Regions from separate parts of the Mus musculus genome. Here all the other regions are linked to region 1. A link is a contact called in public HiChIP or PLAC-seq and promoter capture Hi-C data. All regions are on one chromosome and are shown on one strand. Each heading gives the region's core, a stretch centred on a gene start, on an enhancer-like site or on the middle of the called end of the contact. The rest is flanking DNA. Distances are from core to core; before and after follow the strand shown. Region 1 holds the start of Sorcs3 (sortilin-related VPS10 domain containing receptor 3). Region 2 overlaps Sorcs3 (sortilin-related VPS10 domain containing receptor 3). Region 3 overlaps Sorcs3 (sortilin-related VPS10 domain containing receptor 3). Region 4 overlaps Sorcs3 (sortilin-related VPS10 domain containing receptor 3).

Region 1 (5,768 bases), core at 883-3,382:
GGAGTGGGGGTGGGGGTGGGGGTGCGCATAGAGGCGGCGGCGAGGAAATTGGTCAGCTCCTCCCTTGTGGGGAGACTTGGGAGGCTGTAAGAGCCTTGTATCCAGAAGTGAACGGACATACCAGATCTCTTAAATCCTAGCACCCTGCTTAGAAACGGATCAGGGGGGTAAACCTCACTAGGTTGCGGTTGCAGCTCCCCGCCTTCTCCGGTAGGGGCGCTGGGCACCAGCAGATAGCTTATTCTCTCCCAGCACTGGCTCCAGCGCCCACCTGGATCCGTAGCTTTGCAACTTTTCACCCCTGCATCAACGCGCTGACCCGCGTCTGGAAAAAAATCCACGAATGCCAAGTTCATTTCATTCTTGGTGGGAATTACCCTTGTCTTCTTTGTCCAGCCTAGCCATCTTCTCCGCTCCCAATTTTCATTTTAGCTTTGGTGGGAAAGCAAGTTCAAAAGGCGAGGGCTCCCGGGAATCCCTGGCTTGCATCCTTCAGGCCCAGAACCCCGCTCCTTCGCATCGCAGCACACCTGATCTTTCCCAGGGTGTTCTCAGAGTTCCTACTCTTCTTTCGCATCATCCTCTCCCCTCCCCTCTTCCATTTCCCCTCTTTGTTTGCTCACACCTCCAACCACAATTCCTCTTCCATCGCCAGCTTTCACCTTCTACAAAGAATCTCTTCTAATTCCTAAGGGGAAGGAACAACTTGGAGGCTATGTTCCTCGTTTAGCCTTGGCACTCCCCCCTCCCCCATCCTTTTCCGGTGTTTCCTGGAGGCCACCTGTCCTAAAGGTTGTAAGCCACGTCTCCAGCCAGCCCTCAAGCTTAGCACCCCTCTCTCCACCTCACCAAAGTCTCTGTCTTCCTGAGGTCTGGAAGAGTCCCAGTCGCATCAGGCGCGCATACCCTCCTGCCACGGGGGACAGGGGACCTGATAAATGCTTGCTGCTTTGGGCAGGGGACCTTCCAAATAGTGGCAGACACTTTGAAACAAGTGGCCCTGCTCAAAAGCGCGTCTGGGGGTCAGAAGGGCAAGACCTAGCAGTCCCTGGCAGGAAAACAGGACCTGGATCTACTACTGTCCTCCCACATCTAGTGTAGGGTCCCCAGAATATCAGCCTTTGCTTTGCCCGGCGGCTTTCAGGCTCGCTTTCCAGACCTCCAGGCGGCTTAATCTGATGACGCCCACAGGTGCTGGAGGACCGTGCCTCATGAAGAGGGGTGCTACCCTTGTTCTCCACATTGCCTCTGACCACTCACAGGCTTCTGGATGTGCAAACAGCCTATGCGTGATTCTCGAGCACCCACGGCCGGAGCGCACCTCGCACTCCGCCCCGCCCCGCCCCGCCGCTCTCACTCACACAAGCCAGTGTAAACGCGCACGCAGGGAGCCGCGCGCCCCCGCACACCCAGCAACACCCCCCCCCCCCAGCTCAACCAGGTACCGACCCCCCAGGCGCCCTCCCTCCAGCCCTGGAACACCCTGGTCTCCCTCTCTCCCTCTCTCGCCTGCGCGCACGCACGCGCACGCACGCACTCCCCGCGCCCCCGCACCGGGAGGGGGCGCAGGCCTCCGGGGGCGGGGAGCCCAGAGCAGAGTCGTGGGTCCATCCCGCGCTTGGCTTCAGAGCGGTAGCTCCCGCCTGGCCCTGGTCTCCAGATCGAGAACAGTTGGCAGTGGAGATAATTTACTCCTCCTTCTCCTCCCGGAGACCCTATACTTCCCGCACGCCGTCTCCCGCTCCCAAGAACAGACCGAAGAGTGAATCCCCAAACGCAGCCAGGAGCGGCTTCCCAACTCCGCGCCCGAAGCTGGCTGGCTGGTGGTTGGATTTCCGAAAGACTCCGGATAAGGGTCTGCTGTGAGCCCCCCCCCCCCCTCCTCCAAGATCCAGCTAGCGTTGCCCATTTTAAGAGGATTTCCCTATTCCCTCTGAACACTCCTTTTCACAAATTTTTTAAAAGAGGTCGGTGGAAAAGATTGGGAGGGGGGGCATTTTAACAACAGCATCAAACCGGCCAGAGCATCGAGAGAGCATTTAATAAACTGCCTTTGGGTTTTGGAATCACCCTCTGGACCTGGGAGCAAGCGATCCAGAGGGGAAGAGTGTAAGGGACAGGCGAACCACCTCCTTCCCGGCCGCCCCCTCCTCATTCCCCTGACACACTCGCTAGCTTGCTTGCCGGCGCGCGCATCCCTCCAGCACCCCCCACCCCCCCTCCATCGGACCCGCACCTCGGCGGGCGCCACACACTCGGCAGCCCGAGCCGTGGTAGCCGCAGCGGGATGGAGGCGGCAGGCACTGAGCGCCCCGCAGGCTGGCCCGGGGCACCCCTCGCCCGGACTGGGCTGCTGCTCTTGTCAACATGGGTCCTGGCCGGCGCCGAGATCACTTGGGGCGCGACAGGAGGTCCGGGGCGCCTGGTGTCCCCGGCTTCACGACCACCAGTGTTGCCTCCTCTCTTGCCACGGGCAGCGGAGAACCGGTGGCCTGAGGAGCTGGCATCTGCACGGAGAGCCGCTGCACCGAGACGCCGGTCCAGGCTAGAGCCACTATCCCAGGCGAGCCGCGGGGAGATACGGACTGAAGCTGCGGGAATGTCGCCTGAAGGCGCTAGGTGGGTCCCGGGCATTCCATCTCCTAGCCAGGCGGGCAGTGCGAGGAGGACTCGCCGGGCGCAGCCCCCAAGCCCCCTGGAGCGCGGGGACTCTTGGGCTACTGCTCTCGCAGATGGTGCCAAAGGAAGCCGTCCTCACACCAAGGGTTCGCGAGAGGAGGTGAGGGCGACGCGGACTGGAGGAGCGTCCACTGAGGAGCTCCGGCTGCCCAGCACGTCTTTTGCACTGACCGGGGACTCGGCTCATAACCAAGCCATGGTGCACTGGTCGGGACACAACAGCAGTGTGAGTACCCATCTGGCACAGATCGCTAGTCTCCTGACAGCCGAGGGTAACGGTAATGGGAGGCGGGGGGTGGTGGGGGGGGGGGTGAGGAGAGGGGCGAGGGACAGATAGTTTCTCAGGGTCCAGAAGGAGAATCAGAATCCCCGGACTTTTAGAGAGGGGTTTGTCCTGCCCACTTCACGCCCCCAACAGGTTAGCCGAGTTTTGTTATAAGATGGCGTGTGCATCTGTTTACTGAAGACCCCAGTACTGAGGCTGTCTGGAGGGCTAAGAGGAAAGTGTGTCTTAAAAGCTGTCTGGGTGAGGAATCTGGTCACTCTCTCCCGCATCCAGGTCGGAGAGTGACTTTTTCTTTTCTGGGGAAAGGATGGATGCTTGAATTCGTGAGTGTAAACATGGGCTGATGTGGAGAAATCTCTAGACAAATTCCCGAGACTGGAGGAGCTCCCTTTTAGCCCTGGGGTCATGTGAAGGGAACCAGGGAGCTAGGGAGACTGAGGCCACAGGGACAGCAGAACACTTGTTCATTTTGGGGTCGCTGCTCAGCACATGACGTTCTAGCCAGGCTGGGAGCCGGGCTGCATCATCCAAGCTGGAAGGCTTTCCTAGTGGGGGCAGGCAGGGAAAAAAGTTTAAGGCGTGAAGCGAATTTCCACACCCTTTTCCTACTGCTTATCCTCGTGCTCCTGCTCGCTCTGCACGCACGAGTAGGGGAGCAGAAAACTCACTTTTGCCTCTGTGTCCTGCTTCACAAATGGCTCAGGGACTCTGGGATCAAAGTTGAGACCCTGCCCTTTCTGAGCACATCTCTTCCCCCTTTTCCCTTGCCATCTGGGCCCACAAGATTTTGTTGCATCAAGAGGTGGCACCTTCCTTACGCCAGCTCCAGAGCTTCAGGGCTCAGGAACGGGGTGCCCAGATGAATAGGGTCTAATTTGGGCAGCCGCGGGCAGAGCCTGGTTAACCGGCTCATTTCTCCTCAATACTCCCAGCAAGAACTGGCTCCTCCAAACCCCTTTCCTCCGATGATCGCTGTGCTATTTCACCTGGCCTTGCCAATCGTCCTTTTTTTTTTTCTTTTTCTTTCTGGTGTGACTTTCCAGTTCAGTTGAGAACCAGACTTAGGGCTGAGCAGGGGTTCCATTAAGAGGACTAGGGATTCACAAGCAGCGTTGAGAGCTCATTTATTGGAAAGTGCTGCCTCTTTTGTATCTCCCCTCATGACAGGCCTTTGAAAAAGACTTCCTGGGGAAATGTTTGCCTTATTTTGCCAGAGCGTGGGGGTCACAGGGCTGAGCACTGAATAACAGGGAAGCCAGGGGGCCGCAGAGCTCATCACACAAGCAGTAACCAAGTACAGATTTACTGGTTGTCAGTGATACACAGTGGGGGTGGGGCTGAGTACCAGATGCTGGGTTCTAAGGAGAAGAGTGGAAACACACAGGGCAGCTTGGTGACTAATGGCTTCATCTGCCTATCTCCATCAAGATAGCTCCACCACCCCCAAGGCTTGGATTGGATAACTTTGAGTAAAGATGCACTTTTGCAGGGCTGGGCGACTGAAGACTTACTTTCAAGTCCACAGGAGATGTTTGTGTGTGGACAGAGCAGGGGAGGAATGGGAGGGAAGAAGATATAGAGACAGAGGGGGAGGGACAAGGAGAGGGAGAAGCAGAGCTTGTGAGTTCCGACTTCATTTAAGTTTGATAATTAGGAGTAGTGAGGAAATGTTCTTGGTTTTCTCGTCCTTGAGGAGGGGATAGCTGTACATGTGCGAGGCTTTATTACCAAATTCACTCAGCCGGAAGTGTTCCATCCCTGCTTTAATTTTAAGAGTCACTTAAAAAATCTTGACAAAGACCCCTGGAGATGGGACTTTAGAGAGAAAGCACTTCTCACAAACAGGTAACTGCATGGCCTTCTCTGTCCAGCTTTAGGGTGGTTGATTGGCAAAGGATGCGAGGGATGGTCTGGCTTGTGCCCACTGGAAAATGCCCCTTCAATCAATACAGGGACAAATGTCCTGGGTAGCAGACCAGTTGAGCATGGAGATTTGAGCCATCTATGAACCAGCTAGTTCATAGCCTGGGATGCTCTATAAAGAGGAAGAGCTCTTTGGGAGAGTTGCTGCGAGCAGCTTCAGCAGTGTTTTTCCCTCCTTTGCCAACAGCAAGAAGAGAAGGTGAGAAGATGAGGAGGTCTTTTTTTACATACTGTTTCTATGTGCAGGAAGATGTCATAGGGCCTTAGCAGGGTCTTCTGACCTGGAAAGACAATTCCACCTTTTTTTTAAAAAATGGAAGCTGAAACATTAAGCAGGCTTTCTGACCAGTATTAGCAGTTTGGATTCTTTTCTTTTCTTTTTTTTTTTTTTTTTTGCTTTTTTCCCCCAGGCGCCTGTGGTGAACTTCAGCTCTTGATAATGGATTTCTTTGGTGGTGGGTGGGTGTTAGTCCGCTGAACGCTGAGCTCTACTCTGATAGAGTTTACAATCAGAAATATTTAAGCTGAGCATCCTCAGCCCCACCCTCCTGGCTCAGTGTGAACTTCAGGAGCACAGGGCCAAGAAGAGATCTTTGTATATAAGGACAGGGCTGCTGTGTTCTTGCTGGAGCTGGCCAAGAGCACAGCCAAACAGTCCCCAGGAGTGGGTTCATAGCCGACTCAAATACCCAGGACCTTTGGCCCTGTTCTGATTGCTGGGACAAATGCTTATTTTGGTACTAATAACTAGGGTGGGTTTGCTTGGGGGGAGATGAACGAGGTGCTAGCAGACAAGGCAGAGAGGAGGAGAGGACCATCAAGATGTGGGGCCTGACTCTGATCACACTGATTTGGCTAGGGTAAGGTGGGTAGCCCTGGC
Region 2 (5,421 bases), core at 693-3,192, 600 kb after region 1:
GTGTGCCTGTGCCACCGTGCTCAGTGTCCTCTGTCACCCAGTTATCAGTCATTTGCTGGCATTGTGTGTGCCACTAGACAGTCCTGCACTACAAGGCTAGGGGGAAAGTTGCCTACAGTGACATACTCTTCTTTAAAATTCATTTGCCACCTTTAGCTACATGAAATTGACAGACTATATATATATTTTTTTTCCCATTAGAATTTAATAAAGATTAGAAACATGGGTGTCCCAGTGGAGGATAAAGGCAATTATCCACTGCTATTGGGAGGTTTTTTTTTTTCTTTCTTTTTTTAAGTCCATAAACCTAAAGTCATATCAGTCCTTAATGATACTTACATGATGCAGTGTGTACTATGGACTGCCTTTACTTGGCCAATCAGTTAACCTTGTGAATGCTCAGTACCAAACATTCCTCAACTGTAAAATGGGACTAATAGTACCAGGATTCTGTTTAACTGTCATAGGCTGTCTGGAATTCTACTCTGAAATTGTTCCCCTCATTAAATTATGTTATGAATTAGTGCAATGCCTGCTCCATCTTTAAGTGTTTGCTACATGCTAGCTATTGCCGTAATGATCAATACAGAATACGATGATGGTCAGACTATTGTTTCTACCTAGGTACTACTATTTGGGGAGGTGGATGAGAAGTTTGCAAACTGGTAGGAATATCGAGATGCCCTCCTTCATTAAAACATACAACCTGTCCCAGGCAGTTTGGTATTTGGCAGAGAATAAAAAAGCTTCGCCACCCTAATGGAACTGACTTCAGTTTCGTCTCTGTGTCTTTTCTCCTCTTCTACAGGAAGCATTGCCACCATTGCAAGCAGCGAGAGCACAAAGGAGATCCCCAACTGCACTAGTGTTTAACCAAGAAGCCACGTGGCCAATCACCTTCCCCACTTTTTATTTTTGATGACTACTACTACTATTATTATGGAAAAATGAAAATGTCTTTTTTTAATCTTTTGTTTACCGTCATAAATAGTAAGCAGATGCTTAGCTTTGGGAGGCAAAAAAAAAAAAAAAAAAAAAAAAAAGGCATTCTTAGGCGATCATAAAGGGATGAAGGAATATATGGTTGTATTTGTATTAAGAATGCTTTTTCCCACGGGTTTCTTGCTTTACTCTGCTGTCAGGAGAGCAAGGTTCTTCTTGTGTCGTTCTGACTTTTTTGAGTTGGGTTTTTGTTAACTTCATCCTTCCTTACTCCTCCCATGCTCCACACTACATACACATACAACACAGACCATTCCCCAGTTCAATTGCAGGACGTAGGTTGAGGGGGAGTGGACGTAGCTGCCAAAGGCGCGCACACCTTTCCGAAAGAGGCCCTGCCTCATGCATGTCGAAACTGAGGCTAAAGATGGTGTATTGTATATAACTACAATGTAAATAGCTTTTTATTTCCTAAGAAATAATTTAATGTTTAGTAAAAAAGAAAACAGAAAAAAAGAAAGATGTGTGTGTTGGCTTCTGCACTCACCTTCAGAGCTGACCGCCCCCCAGCCTGCCTGATGTGTTGGATTCTGGATGCTCTCCAGCTGTCTTTCACACTCAACTCTTGCGTCTCTGTCCACACCATAGCCTGTTTCTGCTTATGTATATAAAGGGCATGGGGGAGGGCTTCTTCAGGGCAATTGACAAAGGAAGGACTTCAGTGGCGTTCAGGAACATGGGGGTTGTTTTTCTTCCTAGGATAACATGGAAGGAGTCACAAAGACTAGTAGAGACTTCAAACTCTCATAAAGAAATAAAGAAAAAAAAGGTATTTATCAGCCTGAGAAAGCAGTCCTCTCGAAGGAAGCAGCAAGGAATCTAAAGATCCTGTCACTCTGTTTTCTAATTGGATTTCGTGGATATGTGCATTGCCCATGGGGAGCCGCCCAGCTGTTCTGAGCTCAGAACATTCCCTGGGCATTATGTGAGGTCCAGTGAGCACCACCTGGCATGACAAGAATCAGAGAGGCTTGGAAGGGATTTCCCACTTGTGGAATCCCGAGTCTGTGCAAACCCTGCAGGCCAAACAAAGATCTAGTCTTTAATGATATTAGTCGGAGTGATTTTAGCAAAGCTGTGCTTTTTGCTTGTCAGATGTACACAACTTCCTTAAAGTCAGATGTCGGCCTTCAGTTCCCTTAAGGTAGTTCCCTCCCCTCTGGGGTGAATGGCTTTCCTAGCACCCCAGCCCCTCCAACTGTTTAACATGCCAATTCTTTTCAGTAGGATCACCTTACACCATGCTGCGAGCATCGTTTTCATTTTTGGGCTCTGCCTGTGCACACTTGTTTCAAAGAATGATATACTGTATATATATATATATGTGTGTGTGTGAGAAGAAAGGCCACATTTTGTACCTGTTAACCCTCATGGGATGCTGTTCATATTCCTCTTTGTGAGACACAGGGAGAATGTGATAGAGACATCCAGCTGGCTGCAGCATAGGTCAGTATCAGAAGGGTTTCTAAAGACCCTTCTTTTTCATTTCAAGGGTTAAATGGGGCAGACAATTGCAATTTGTGTACTAAATACTGGAATACAGTGCATGAGTCATATCTATATATATATACAGTATATGTACATATACTGTTCTTGGTTTTACTGTTCCATTTGAATATTTCTACTGTAAAAAAAAAGACAGTGGTTTTGAAATTGTTGAAAATAAATGTATTTTTGTACATCAAAGCTATTTACTTGGCGGAGAATTCTCTCTTTTAGTGTTTTTATTTTTTACATAGTGTATCCATAAGACATGGCTTCAATACTATTACATAGCCACCCCACCCTGCACCCCTCAAAAGGAAAGGCTTATTGGAACACATACGTATGTATCTTTTGTTTATGAGTCTATGAGTTTATGAGTTTATGAGTTATGATTGTGATTTGGTAAGCTCAGGCCTTGCAGGCTAGGTTGGAATACCCGGCAAGCTGGTGTCCGGTGTTTTGAGTCTGCCCTATAAGAAAATTGCAGAATTCCACACAAGACATGCTGAAACCTGGTGTGAATGCTTAGCCATTTTTTTCTATTTACCTTTGCTCACATTGCCATGTCTAACATCAAGGCCCAAGGAAATACACTCTTCCTCCTGTGTTGGTGGTCACTACTAGATTACATAGAGTGAGCTGTGGATAAATATTGCCAGCACAGGGAAGGAATGAGCAACTTAAAACAATAGAGATTTGTTAGCCTTCTTTATTTTCTATCACCCTAGTGGGGCTTCTGTTAAATGATCTTTTTAAATCAGAATCCATGTTTGTTATTCAAATGTGAATGGCCAGGTCTTTGGGCATAGATATTAGCAACCACAAAGGCTTTGGATACTAATTTCCAATGAGTGGATGATCTGGAACTGCCACTCGGGTCTTATAACTTTTGTGTGGCTGTGAAGAGACACTATGACAATGACAGCTTATAAAAGAATTGACTTAATTTGGGGGCTTATCCTCAAGGCCGGGAGGATGGCAGTAAGCATGGCAGCAGGCAGGAAGACAGGCAAGCATGGTGCTGTAGCAGCAACTAAGAGCTTACCTCTGACACACAAGCATGATGCAGAATAAGAAAGGTTACATTCTGGTTCTTATGCACTGGGGAGAGAGGAAGAAATAACAGAAGAAAGAGTTGGCTTGTGAAAATTCAAAGGCATACTTCCTCTGACCATGCCACAACTCCTTCTCCTTCCCAAATACTTCCACTAAGTGTTGACCAAGCATCCAAATATATGAACCTTGATCATTCAACCCACTAGAAGATGTGATCAAGAGGAAGGACAACTGTGGAGAAATAGGTCCTCCCTTTGATCTACTCCTTCCTGACAGCAGTTTGAGGAATGTAAGTAGTCTGTTTATATCCCTCTATTAAGTAAAATATCTAATATATTTCTGAGAGTCTCAGAAACCTAAGAAACCAGAAAGATTTGGTCCAAAATTTAGATCATGTTTTGAAAACTAATCAACTATTCTGAAATTGTATTTGAAGATAAGGGATTAGGCAAATGTGGTTTGATTTTGATGTCACTGTATTTAAAATTATACATAATTCTTCATATTGCTTCTTTTTAGTCATATTCATCTTTGTATTTCTTTTATGCAGTCTGAGGATTGAACCTATAGTCTTTCACAAGCTGACTCAGTGATTTCTCACCAAACTACATGCTCAGGGCCACAAGTTGTGAAGTTAATTTTTTTTTTCCTTCATCGACTATCACGAATATTCCTTAGGGAATCTCCTTAAGAAGCTTTTTAGCCTATCAGTTTACAACTGAAAGTAGCTCTACTTCTTGAATGGATTTTAAATGTAGAGCTTCTCAAGTGGTGTGAAGTATCTAAAATCTCACCTCACTGGAAAGGTGTTGCTTTCCATGGGAGCTGAGTTCTCCTGTTATGTCTGGGTTAGTAAAGTTGCTCCCTCAGATTAGCAAGGAACCAAAATGAAATAAAAACAGGAGAACATTTGAGTCAGTCAAGAATTTCACTTGAATCCCTGGCTAAGAATAGAGACACTGGAACCACCACCAGCATGTGGCTTTCAGATTTCTCAGTAGCAGACTGAGGGACAGGGTTAAAAGTATGGTTGGCTTTAGCTGTTTCTGTGTAGGGTTCTTCCATTCTGGAGAATCTCTTTGCATTACAATTGTCTTCTCTAAGGCTATTCTAGACACAACAGCTAAGCCTGAAGACGTGCTGAGATGCAGCTGTCAACTCCATCAGCAGACTCTCTCAAGGTTCTCCTGTACCCTGGAATCACAGCTTTCTCTGCCTCTGAAATAGCTCAGAGAGGGGATGGGTAGGAATCCTACTTCTGCCTCCTGATACACATTAATCTACAGACATGAGAATAGCTTCCAGATTTGTCTTTTTCTTCTTGGGTAAAAACGGAAATATTGAAAGTTGCCCAATTGTATTATCTGATGTAAAACCATTATAAATTAGTGTATCCATGGGTTATTTGAAACAAAGAACGTTGAGAGGCACAAGTTAAGAGATTTCTGATCAGCAGCAGCTTATTTCAAACCATAAGTTCCATATATATATATATGATATACATATGTATGGATACACACACACACACAGACACACTACTTTATGGCGTAGTTATTGATCTTCAGAAAGATGAAAGGCCCATTTCCAGGTTCTTAAGTTTTAAGCTCATAGGTAAGGCCATGCTAGAAAAACTAGCACTGTAAAGGATAAACTGGAATTCAATGAGGAATGCAGTTCTCCTATTTTTACACATAATATCACAACAGACCTAAAGTCCATGTCTCTTATAAAACTGTAAAGTCAGAACCATCCCATACCTTCTTAAAAATTACAAAACTACATTTTCATTACAGCAGACTACCAGGTATCATCAGACAGCCTGGTTGTAGGCCAGTATGTCTTCCATATTTACAGTGTTCAGAAGGATTAGAACCTAAG
Region 3 (5,992 bases), core at 732-3,231, 520 kb after region 1:
TTATTTTTATTTTGTCTGTAAGAGATTTGCCTATTTTGGTTATCTTTAGCTCATGGCCTGATATATTTTGCTCTATTGTGAGATATAGTTTAACTTATTGTATGCTTCTCTTGGGCATGGCTTTGAACACCACGTGCCCAGGAATCTGTCCTTGGCCTGGTATTTTTTAGACTGTTTAAGGAAACAGTTTAAGTGTTGTATATATCTAATCTTAAATGGTAATAATTTTCCCCCTTCATGTGGAGTTGAGCTTGCTGCATGGTTATGACGGGAGACTGAACTCAGAGCCAAATCATTACAAAGGGATCAGATAGTGTTCTGTAGCCCTTCCCTTCTATGAGGATGTAGAGGTGCTCACCAGAGCTTCTGTACCTCTTCTGCCTTGCTTCAAATACGCAGCCTGAGTAGTTTACATAAGAGAGCAGGATCGAAAAACATACATGCCTCATGAAATTCAGATGGTTTTAGAAATATTCATCAAAACAAAAACTATACAATGTTGGGCCCTTGCTTTACATTTTTAAATTTTTACTTAAGAAATTTAAACCTTAATATTATGTGTTTTGATTATATTCGTTCCCTGTTCCTCTCCTGTAACTTTTCCAAGATCTCCCTCCATCCATACATCCCACCTTCATGTCTTCTATAATTTCTCTTAATTTTTAAAAACATAATTCATCGATTGTAGTTGGGGCAGCATGTATATCTATGGGTATAAGGCTGTCTACTGGTGAATAGGAAACCTACCAGGAGCCATATCACTGAAGAAAATGGTCTCTCCCTCCACTAGCAGCTTGGCTACTACTGCCTTGTAGTTCCTCATCTTAGAGTGGGGCTGTGCCTTAGTTTGGGTTTTACTGATGGAAAGAGACACCATACCCACTCTTATGAAGGAAAATACTTAATTAGGGCTGGCTGAGATCCGAGGTTTAGTCCATTTTCATCATGGTAAGAAGCATGGTGGCACACAGGTAGACATGGTGCTAGAGAGGTAGCTGAGAGTTCTACATCTTGATCTGCAGGTAGCAAAAGGAGACTGTGTATCACTCTGGGTAGAGCTCAAACATTAGGAGACATGAAAGCCCACTCTCACAGTGATACACTTTCTCCATTAAGGCTATGTCAACTCCAACAAGGCCACTCCTAATGGGCCAAGCATTGAAACATGGTAGTCTATGGGGCGCATTCCTATTCAAACCACCACAGGCTGTAAGTTCCTCCTGTATTCATTTCTGGAAAGTCATCTTCGTTGATCTTATGTAGGACAAAATGATAAGAGTAAATGTAGGTATACTTGTCATCAGGGGACCCTGGATTTTAAGCCGGGAGGTGAGCATAAGGACATGTGGACTTCAATACCCACAAATACACACACACACACACACACACACACACACACACACACACACACACACACACACACACAGGAACACAGGCAGACATGCACATGCATGCACATGTGTGCACATATACATGCATGTACAGAGGGGCATGATGTTATATTCCTATGAGGGAGATGTTGCTACATCTTCTCTTTAGTATTAGTATCTATCAGATTTGTACTAAGACAGACTTTAACCATGTATTCTTATTGGGTGAATGAAATATTGAATGAATGAGTAAGCAAATAATTCTATGAGTAACAAGAATCAGGGCTATATTATTACCTTTATGACTGCTCTCAGCCATAGCCCTGGGAGTTCTTTTGTTTTTGTTTTTGTTTGGGTTTTTTTAGTCAATTATACAACCCTAGGAATTCTGTCATTCAAAGCTTAGGGTATAGTCATTGCTTAAGAGTAATGTGCTTGGTAGTTGGGTTGGGATCAAAATAGGTATATCTATGCTCTGAGCAGAGTGGGTGTGTGAAAGCAGCGAAGCATCAGCAGAATAGCATGAAGGTTTAGCGGGTGAATGAGAGCCCTATGGACAATGGCTTCTGATTCCCTCCTGTGAGAACTGTCCAGTCCCACACTGTGATCTGCTGGGAAGTACGCACAGAGAGACAAAGTCTGCAGCTTGGAGGGCTGCGGTTTGCTTGCCTTCAGTGCTCTTTTTTCTATTGTCGTTTCAAATGTTATTATTTCAATGTCTCCCTGGTAACCTTGACAGCAGCCATCTATTCTAGCCTAATTCACAATGAAATGTGACCATTCTTATTACTTAAGGCTGAGAATACACTGGGTGATTGGCATGCCTGAGTGCCTATTGTGGTCTCAGGCAGAGGCTCTTGGGGTGACAAGATGCCAGCAGATTCTAGAGCATTTGGCCCCTTATAGTCCACTACTTCTGGGAAAGGTTGTTTGCCCTCCAAAATAACGCTTTAAGGGGAGCTCTTTTTCTTGTGGCTCAGATGAAGAGTCGGATGGAAAAGCTTCTTTCCTGCATCCTCAATACTGCATTTGATTTTCTTTACTAATATGAAAATTTGGAACCAATTCACTATGATATAGCTAATCTTTTACAGGGACTACTATGCAGCCTCTCAGAAAAAAAATATATCTAAGGCAAGAATAGTAGAATTTCCCTTGAATAAAATTCAGTTACTTATAGGAGCAGACAGCAAAAGCAGCCGAGGAGATGTCAGCATAATCCGCAAGAATCCAGCAAAGATGTGCAGCCAGTTTGCATACGTCTTTCACCTTCTCTGGGTCAGGTGTCACCATGAAGTGTTTTCTCTGAAATGTGATTCCATTGGACCTTCCAAGCACTCCTGCAGTATAGACAAGAATAGCATCCCTGAGCAGATGAGGATGCTAAAGCTCAGAGAAATGCCTAAAAGAGACAACATAAGAGCAAAGACTAGGAACTCAAATGGAGGAAGGGACAAGAAATCTCTAAGATCTGTTCAGTAAGGAAGCACTAGGGTTTGTAGGAGCATGTCAGGATTCTAAGGATTTAGTAAGCAGTGATGGATAACCTTCTGGGCTCACTGTTTCCTAAGCCAAAGAAGACGAGTCCCGGAACGTTATGTCACAGTATGTGTGAAAAGGCTATGATGAAAACATGAAAGAATTAGGGGTTAATTAAAAGGCAAGGCTTGAGGCAAATTGTGCTTGCTATTGGATGTCATCAGAAAGGTGGTGAAAGGCAGAGGAATAGTTACAAAGAACTCCATGGCAGTGCAGAGATGTCATTGCAGGTGGGTTACACAGTCTGAGCAAACAGAAAGGGTAGGAATGTGCCGGGCCTGTCAGAAAGAGGCTGCAAAGTAGGGAAGCCCACAAATGCCTTCGGCAAATTGGCTAGTCTCTACTGTCTTGCTGGCTCCCTTTGCAAATCCCCCTCTAATTGGCATAAATATCTGATCCATTGTTCTACTAGCAGAACTAATAGCTAAAGTGAAGGGGAGAGATAACATTTTTGCCTAGAAAATTATGCAAACCCTGAAGCTGCAGAGGTTTGAATAGAAGCAAAGACCTCCTTTCCACTTAAGAGCCAGCAGCCACACGCTCAGCGGGAAACACACACCTAAGTATATATAGCCTGAGTAGGGTGTGGAGGCCCAACTCTAAGCTGTAAATGCATTGTTACTGTCTAGTAACTGCATCTGATAAAGTCTCTGGAAATGAACCAGAGCTCTTCCCATTGATCTGTTTTTCAATTTTCTGTTGTTTGCTGGAAGAGCCTGACTCGACTTTGCCCAAAGTAAGTCATTCGAGCGATCAGCAAATCCAGTGAAACTCCTCAGTCACAGCTTTTCCCACTGTGGCTTGATTCCCAGTCTTCAGTTTCTCACCAGGCTTCTTGCCATTTAGAGACATAACTTCCATTTGGAGCAAAGGATGCGAGTGCTGAATGCTAGGATGCAAGCATTCTGCATCACATTGGGATGTGCTGGGGGCTGTCGACAACCTGAAATGGTGTTTCTTACCAACAGATTTCCATGTAGTCTTCAAAGGGTTGAGTGTAGAGGTTGATGCTGGACACTCAAACTCCATCTCGGGGGGTGGGGCTGGGGATGGTACTGACCACCCATGTGAGGTCCCTCTGATGTTCAGTTTCCTCACCTGGATGTAAGGAGGAAAAGAAACAGCCTCCATTGTAGGATTCCAGAGATGGTTCAGTTGGCAAAGTACTTACATGGCAAGAACAAAGACCTGGCTTTGATTTCCAGAACCCACATAAATGGCCAGACAGTGTATTGTGCCCATGTAATCCTGGTGTAAGAAAAGCATAAAGGAGAATCTTTTGGGCTCAGTGACAAGCTGGCCAAGCTGGCCTATTCTGCGTGGGTGTTTAAGGTAAGGAGGAAGTCCTGACGTAAACCACAGACAGGACAGGGAAGTTGAGCCTGAGGAATGACATCTCATTGCTACTGGAGTCTTTTCTCCAGCTTTGACATGCATACACACTCACACATATACATGTATACACTTGTATACACATGTAGACACACATACACATACACACACACACACACACACACAGAGAGAGAGAGAGAGAGAGAGAGAGAGAGAGAGAGAGAGAGAGAGAGAGAGAGTATACATACATTCACACACAAGTTCACACATAGGTAGCTTTAATCTTCAAAGTCTAATCCTCCAATCATGGCTACCTACTGGAAAATTTTTTGGCCAACTGGAGTAGAAGTCAAAATCATTTCTCCAGACAGCAAAGAATTCAGGCTTTGCTGACTCTAGTGTTTCTATCACAGCTATTCAGCTGCTCCAGGTCATTTTATGATGACAGCCACATAGACCAATGGGAAGCAATGGGTGCCAATCAAAACTTAAGGGGGGCGGGGGGAATCTGATTTCAAACAGTTTTCATGTGCCATAAAGTAAAATTGTTTTCTTATGCTTTTACTCATTCTAACATTGAAAGCATTGCAGGCTAACTAAAGCAGAGGGATCCCGCAGGCTGTGATTTGACCCTGAGCAAGTATGCACTGGGAGCTTTGTCCAGGCAATTGCCTTGAAACCAGCATCTCGGCTCTTGACAGAGGTGTGATGGTGTGAGCTTCTCCCAGAGAGGCCTGTGTGGCCAGTAGTGTTTTTGAGAAGTGACTGAATCATGAGGACTCTTTCTTCATCAGGCTACTAGTCCATTCATCCATCTGTAATTTGATGGCTCCTTAGAAGGTGGAGAGATGTAAGAAGAAGGGCCTAGTTGGCTGCAGAGGGACTGGAGTGCATGCTCTAAGGTATGCCTCCTACCCCTAGACTCTTGCCTGTTTGCCTTGTTCTCCACTAAGAAATGGATGACTTTAGTCACACACCAAGCTCTTCTGCCATGCTGTATTTTTGTACCTCAAGACAGTTGAGCCTGCTGTCATCCGATAGCTCTGCAACCATGAGCCGGAATAATTCTTTGCTCCCTAACATCATCACTCAGTTAGCTTGTCAGTGTCAAAAAGTCCAACTAACCAGACACTGTTTCTGCCTTTAAATTGTTTCTTCCAATGTGCCTCCTTACACCCTACTAAAAATATACTTTCCAGAAACGACTGAGAATCTGTCTCATTTATTTTTTAAACTTTACCAAAGTATACACTATATACTGAACTTTGCAAGTATTTATTGTTTATACATTATGATAAATAAGCCACAAAAATGTTCTGTGGATTTTGAGGGAAGAATGCTTAAGATGAGATCTACACTCTTGACATAATTTAAAGTACACAAAACCATTTGCTACCTCTAGGTGCTCCGTGTGGATGTTGTGTTGCGTGGGCTTCTAGAACTCAGTCAACCTGCCTAACGAAACTTGAAATTTAAACCCAATTCTCCAATTTCTTCCTCCGAATTCCTGGAACTGGCCATTTTTCTCTCTCTTTTATGAGCTTCGTGGTTTTTGATACCTGCCGTGAATGGCATTATGAGGAACGAGTTCTCCGTGATGGGATTTTCACGTAGCACAGTGTCCTCTAGGTTCTTAGAGAGTTGCCGTATAAAGCATATTTGTCATTAAAATGAAGGTCTTCTCTTTACTTCCTTTGCCGTTATCTGCTTGTTGTTGAGACAGTTTTATGTTTTAGACCAGTGTCCTGACC
Region 4 (6,062 bases), core at 372-2,871, 580 kb after region 1:
CATAAGAAATGTACCAAATTATAATGGTGTAGTTATACATTAGGAATGATGATGTGGAGTCTACCTCTGTCCTCGTTCTAGAAGGTTAAGGCTGGGAGATGCCCTATTCCTTATCTTGTGGAGGGTGACAGCATGATGCAATAGAGGGCGCATGGACACGGGATTGGGAATCATGAGTTAGGTTGCTAGAGTGGCTATGTTTTAGATAATCCTGAATATTTGAGCTTGATCAAGTTGTTTGTCCTGAGATGTTATTCACTCACTCTCTCATCTTGCCTGTTGTATAAAGTAAGATAACCACATATTTAAATGTCACATACTATATGGTCAGCAAGTGTATGCATTGTAGCACATCACTGAAAATGCTCTCTTAGATGGGACAGTGGAAGATGGACAAAGGTTCATGAACCGAGGGGGAATCTCAGTTTGTAGTATTTCTGCCCAGTGGCTTTAATTTAACTTCTCAGTAGAGGTGACTTAATGCTTCTGCATTTTGTTTTGTTTTGTTTGCTAACTAGGGAAACAAATAAGTCTATACTCGGTGCAGTAGAAAAGTCGCTCACAGTGTACAACCAGCATCCCAATTTGAAACACTTGATTAGTTGCGGAAACGGACCCCAGACTCAGGCCTCCTAAATCAATGCAGCGCAGGTCATCCCTCAGCGTGAGAAGGCTGCGTTGCTGGGAAAGGTTCTCCTCTTGGTGTTACTGAGCAGTCATTTTTCTTTAAAAATCATGAGATATCCACAGAAGAAGAATAGCAAAGTCATTGCAGGAAAGGTTTATTTTTTTCCCCTGAGAAAGTGAGAGGTCAGTTTGTGTTTGGGGAATTATTTTCTGTTAATATACATTTGCTTTATCATCTTTACTGAGAACCCACTGTCTGTAATGAGGCCAGTTATTGGATGGGTCTCAACATAGAGATTAACTTGGCAGCCAACAGGACGCTGAAGGTGCAAATGTAATCTGTCTCTGCAGTGGCTTATTTCTTTTGAGGGCTGATTCTAAAATATGAAGCACCTAATAATGGCCTATGTGTATTTGATTTAAAGTAACAAATGAATGGAAAAAAGATTGAACATTTTAGTTTTCATTTCCCTTATAATTATATGTTACCTTGAATTATAGAGTCTGGAGCAAAGAAACTAATACTTAACATGTGACCATCTTGGAGTTATACACTGAAATCTCTCTTCCACATATAGATGTTATGACATATTATGAGATTTTAAAGTGCATACTGGCAACTTAGTTTTAATTTTTTAATTGATTACTAGAAGTATTTCTTTGGTTAAAAAAAGTTCCCATCTACAAGCTGAGGAATGGTAACTAGCATACAAGTACCCAAGAAAGAAAGGTCTTAGAGTTAATATTCATTCCCAAAGAACAAAGCTAACAATGCCTAAGACTGAAAAGTATAAAAATAGCTTTAGAAGATGACAAACCTGGGTTAAAATACAGATATAGTTTTCTTTGTTCTAGTCCTTTTGTCAAAACACTTAACTTTCATTGAGTTGTATTAACTGTTGGATCTAAGTACTAACAGTAGTAACTACAATTGACCATTGCCATGAGTATCAGCTAAAAAATGCTCATGAGTCATGGAAACCATGACAAGGCATTAGGGAACATCAGATGTTGTTTTACATACCGGGATAAAAGTCTGATATAATTCTGCAGGTCATGTAGGTGTTTACAAAAAGCAGTTACTTCCTGCATTTGAAAGAGATACATTTTCAGTATTTTAGTGTTATCACCATGGTAGAAACACAGCATCGAGAAAGGGGGCCACATGGCCCCATGGTTTATCAAATGACCACATTTGGTTGACAAAGGAATGAGTGTCTTTGAGTGTGAGTAAGTGTGGTCACCTTCAGAGCTATTTGGCTTCCTTTGCGTGGCAAACTGTTCTTTTAAATGAACTAGCCCTAATTTTAACTAGTTATTCCTAGTATTTGTTGTATTTTCTCAATTCATTATTTTATTTAATCATCAGAACAGCTTTATTTATTTAATAAACAGAGGATACTTAGGCTGGTAACCTCAGGAGGTAGTGGTGTGTGTGTATGTGTGTGTGTGTGTGTGTGTGTGTGTGTGTGTGTGTGTGTGTTTGGTGTATTGTGCATAAATGTTCAATTACTAATTTTAACTGAACTTCCCCATTAATCTATAGTTATAGCACAGTTATAAATACTATTTTGCTTTATTTCTTTCTTACCTTTGTGCATGTTTAACTTTTTTTTCATAATTCCCAGCATGATATTCCCACAATTATACATTCTGCCTTTTCATTTCATATGATAAGCACTTTTCACACATTGCTATATAATATACAGAAGGTTTGAAGTGAGGCAAGCATAATGACTGCATTGTTTATTCAATTTGGCAGTGGTAGGCTTGATCAAGGTGCACATTTTAAACTGTGGATATTTTATGATGTGCAACATTCTTGCTGTGTAGACTGCTGGTGTAGCCTGTATCCAGAGAATTTTCCCCAGATTCGGTTGCTAGTCCATTAGTCAAGTGGCAATCTTATAACTAAATAGTTTCTCAGAGCTTTTATTATTTCTTGCCAGGCACAGTTGGATAGTTTGTGACCTGTCATATGTGAAGGACTCTTCATTGTGAGGAATATAACCCAAAGCCTAGGCAGTGCAGGAAATATTTTTCTAAGGGGCCACACTGCAAGCTGGCCCTGCAGCTCGGACAAAGCAGAGCCGAGAAGTCAATCTGTTGCCTGCTGGGTTTGTGGGTCTCTGAATGGCCAATTTGCTGGGATTAACAGAGGTCTGGCTTAATAAATGTGTCTGCATGCCTAATAGATTTGAGTAAATGAACCTTAAAATACTTGATTTAATTTAGCATTGGGCATTCTGTATCAGTGGCCAATGAAGCACTCAAGGATCCTGATGACTGCTCCAGCTTTCTCGGGAAGGTGAACTCAGCCACGGTGCCATAACCGCTGATGAAAAACAAAAGCAATTTGCAAAACAGAATTAGTTCCTGCTATTTATCCGGCATAGATGCCTGTCTGTGCCCTGCCACCCAGAGACCAAGCATCCGCATTCATCAGAGTTTGTTTGCTGTGGCTCTGTGCCCTGACTGGCTGGCATGAGGCTTTTGCTCACTCACCTCTGATGGTGTGTTCCCTTTGTCCTTCAGCCCTGCACCCTCACTTGGCTCTGGAACTTGGGGAAGTGGCCAGATGGAGAGGAGATAAGATTTGCTAGAGCAGGAGGGAATAAGCCCCTCTCAGAGGACATGATGCTATTGATAAAAATGCCATAGTCAGATAAGTCTTGGGATGTAAAGAATCTTCTACGCAGGGGAGAGGGCCACATGCCCCGCTTAGGACCCACAGAGGTTCCCTGAAAAGAAAACAAGGGAAAGAGGAAGAAAGGATTGATGTTGAGCAATGGAGGAACTAAGAGGCAGCAGGCTGGATAGAAGGACACTTTAAGATAGTCACCACCCGAGGGAATGATTCAGTCTTGGAAAAATAAAAACATCCTTATTGTCCCTTCTGAAAAATTTACACCTAGTACTTATGATAAAACATTCAATCCGGGCAATGGTTTAATCCCAGCACTTGGGAGGCAGAGGCAGGCATATCTCCAAGTTCAAGGCCAGCCTGGTCTATAGAGTGAGTTCCAGGACAGTCAGAGCTTTACAGAGAACCCCCCCCCCAAAAAAAAAACCCAAAAAACAAAAAACAAAAAAAACCCAGAAACAAACAAATAAACAAAAAGTCATATGTATAGTTAAATGGTCAGAATTTTGCAAGAAAAGTTCATATATTCATCATAATATTTATTAGGGAAATGTCCCAAGTCTATCTTGGCAAGCTTATCCATCCATTACTCTTGATTTTTACATTTTTTATTTTAAAGTAAATTAAGCTTGCGTGCTTTGTCCTAAATCATTAAGCTTGCAAATCATTGACTATAGTTCACTGTTTCTTGAAAGAGTTCCTCCTTGGATACCATAAAATATATCAACAATAGAATACATGAGTCTGCAGTGTATATTTATACTCTGACAAGCAGTCCCTTGGGTAGCCCACCTATGATGCTAACATATCACCATCCTCCCTCAAGTGACCTGGATCTTCTCAGCCAGTCCCTGTGCCAGGCTCCTCCCCATCATGGGATATATTTGCCTGCTACAGAACATCATAAAAGTGTAATCACATAACAAAATTGTTCCCTTTTATCTCTCATGGTTTGGAAGTCACAATCTGTATTTTTATGTGAATCTATGTATATGGGGGTGGGGTTAGGAATGTGATGAAAAACTGTTGGAGGCAGATAATGACTAGACTATATAAAAAATGATTAGAGCTAATTTAAAAAACTCTTGCTGTGGTACCCAATATATATATATATATATATATATATATAATTTTCTATTTGTTATATGAAAACTCTGTGGTTAATTTTTATTTTCTCATTGGTAAATTTCCAGACTGTGTACATTTTAAGCTGATGGGAAGAGCTGCTAAGAGTTTCCTGAGCTCTGGGGGTACTGCCCCCCCCCCCCCCCGCCCAGAGCTCCTTGGAACTAAACCACCAATCAAAGAAAACAAATGGTGGGACAAGTGGCTCTAGCTGTATATGTAAATGAAGATGGCCTAGTTGGTCATCAATGGGAGGAGAGGCCCTTGATCCTGTGAAGGTTCTATGCCCCAGTATAGGGGGATGCCAGGACCGGGAATGGAAGTGGGTGGGTTGGGGAGCAGGGGGAGGGGGGAGGGGATGGGGGAATTTAAGAGGGGAAACTAGGAAAGGGGATAACATTTGAAATGTAATATATTAGAAAATATCTAATAAAAAAAAGTTTCCTGAGATGCACATGACTATTTTCCCTTAACTGAATTCTAGGGGCTCAGTTGCAGATTATAAAGTGCGAAATGGCACAGTCTATCTAGAAAAGCTTCTCATAGCTTCTAACAAGCTAAACTTTTCCCAGAATGGTTGCAGTGATTTTATATTTCTACCAAAATAGCATGGGAGTTCCAGTTTGCTTTGCACGTTCAACATTATTTGCAACATTATTTTTAATTGGATATTTTATTTATTTGCATTTCAAATGTTATCTCCTTTCCTGGTTTCCTCTCTGCTAACCCCCTTTCCCATCTCCCCATACTCTGCTTCTATGAGGGTGCTTCCCCACCCACCTACCCACCCAACCCCCCTCATTGCCCTAGCATTCCTCTACACTGGGACATCAAGCCTTCACAGAACCAAGGGCCTCCCCTCATTGATGCTAGATAAGGCCCCACCTCCTTCAGCTCCTTCAGTCCTTCCCTTAACTTCTTCATTGGGGTCCCTGTGCTCAGTCTGATGGTTGACTGTGAGCATCCGCATGTGTATTAGTCAGGATCTCTCAGGAGACAGCTCTATCAGGCTCCTGTCAGCAAGCACATCTTGGCATCAGCAATAATGTCTGGGTTTGCTGTTAGCATGTAGGATGGATCCTCAGGTGGGGCAGTCTATGGATGGCCTTTCCTTCAATCTTTGCTCTACTCTTTGTTCCCTGTATTTCCTTTGGACAGGAGCAATTCTGGGTTAAAATTTTTGAGATGGGTGGGTGGCCCCATCCCTTAATCAGGAGCCATGTCTAACCTTTGGATATGATATTGACAGGTTCTCCCACCCGTATGTGGGATATTTCAGCTAATACCATCCCTGTGGTGTCCTGGGAGGCTCTTGCTGTCCTGGCATTTGGGACTTTCTGGTTGCTACTCCCAGTTCCCCATTCCTCATTGCTCGACACCTCTGTTCAATTTCCTGACCCTCTGTACATCTCCTCCATCTCCTCCCATAGCTGATTCTTGCCTTTTCCCCCTCCCCCTCTTCTCTTCCTCCCAAGTCCCTCCCACCTTCTACTTCCCTTGATTATTTTTCCCCCATCTAAGTAGGACTGAAGCATCCACTCTTTGGTCTTCCTTCCTCTTGAGCTTCATCTGGTCTGTGAGTTGTATCATGGGTATTCCATGCTGTTTTCCTAATATCCACTTATCAGTGAGTACATACCAGGTGTGGTCTTTTGTGAATGAGTTA

What was found. Promoter capture Hi-C pulls out the DNA fragments that hold promoters and counts their contacts. HiChIP or PLAC-seq counts read pairs in DNA pulled down with a chosen protein or histone mark.
Region 2: a contact with region 1 is called in an H3K4me3 HiChIP or PLAC-seq map of neural tube, with 3 times the contacts expected there. The contact joins the enhancer-like site here to the promoter of Sorcs3 in region 1. A contact is called at or near these places in 1 of 39 promoter capture datasets (hippocampal neurons) and 6 of 115 datasets of contacts at active chromatin or transcription factors (VIP interneurons, embryonic forebrain, embryonic hindbrain and 3 more).
Region 3: a promoter capture Hi-C map of hippocampal neurons shows a contact between it and region 1, with 8 times the contacts expected there. The contact joins the enhancer-like site here to the promoter of Sorcs3 in region 1. A contact is called at or near these places in 4 of 39 promoter capture datasets (embryonic stem cells, hippocampal neurons, second pharyngeal arch cranial neural crest and 1 more), 7 of 115 datasets of contacts at active chromatin or transcription factors (VIP interneurons, embryonic forebrain, embryonic hindbrain and 4 more) and 1 of 9 other capture datasets (embryonic stem cells).
Region 4: an H3K4me3 HiChIP or PLAC-seq map of embryonic limb bud shows a contact between it and region 1, with 6 times the contacts expected there. The contact joins the enhancer-like site here to the promoter of Sorcs3 in region 1. A contact is called at or near these places in 6 of 39 promoter capture datasets (the 3T3-L1 cell line, cranial neural crest, embryonic stem cells and 3 more) and 7 of 115 datasets of contacts at active chromatin or transcription factors (VIP interneurons, embryonic forebrain, embryonic hindbrain and 4 more).

The regions. Positions count from the first base shown.
Region 1 is chr19:48,203,893-48,209,660 of GRCm38.p6, forward strand. It overlaps Sorcs3 (sortilin-related VPS10 domain containing receptor 3), which reads left to right and starts at 2,133. Exons shown (of 27, transcript NM_025696.3): 1 at 2,133-2,905. The coding sequence starts at 2,288.
Region 2 is chr19:48,802,814-48,808,234 of GRCm38.p6, forward strand. It overlaps Sorcs3 (sortilin-related VPS10 domain containing receptor 3), which reads left to right. Exons shown (of 27, transcript NM_025696.3): 27 at 809-2,692. The coding sequence ends at 873. Among named protein-coding and RNA genes, the nearest start is that of Sorcs3, 600 kb to the left of the region's middle. Within about 2 kb of position 1,943, at least 5 of the 459 cell types and tissues checked have an H3K27ac peak or open chromatin away from gene starts, as enhancers often do. A contact at or near this core is called in neural tube, where this site is marked.
Region 3 is chr19:48,724,085-48,730,076 of GRCm38.p6, forward strand. All of the region lies in intron 14 of Sorcs3 (sortilin-related VPS10 domain containing receptor 3), which reads left to right. Among named protein-coding and RNA genes, the nearest start is that of Sorcs3, 520 kb to the left of the region's middle. Within about 2 kb of position 1,982, at least 7 of the 459 cell types and tissues checked have an H3K27ac peak or open chromatin away from gene starts, as enhancers often do.
Region 4 is chr19:48,779,425-48,785,486 of GRCm38.p6, forward strand. All of the region lies in intron 20 of Sorcs3 (sortilin-related VPS10 domain containing receptor 3), which reads left to right. Among named protein-coding and RNA genes, the nearest start is that of Sorcs3, 580 kb to the left of the region's middle. Within about 2 kb of position 1,622, at least 15 of the 459 cell types and tissues checked have an H3K27ac peak or open chromatin away from gene starts, as enhancers often do. A contact at or near this core is called in embryonic limb bud, where this site is marked.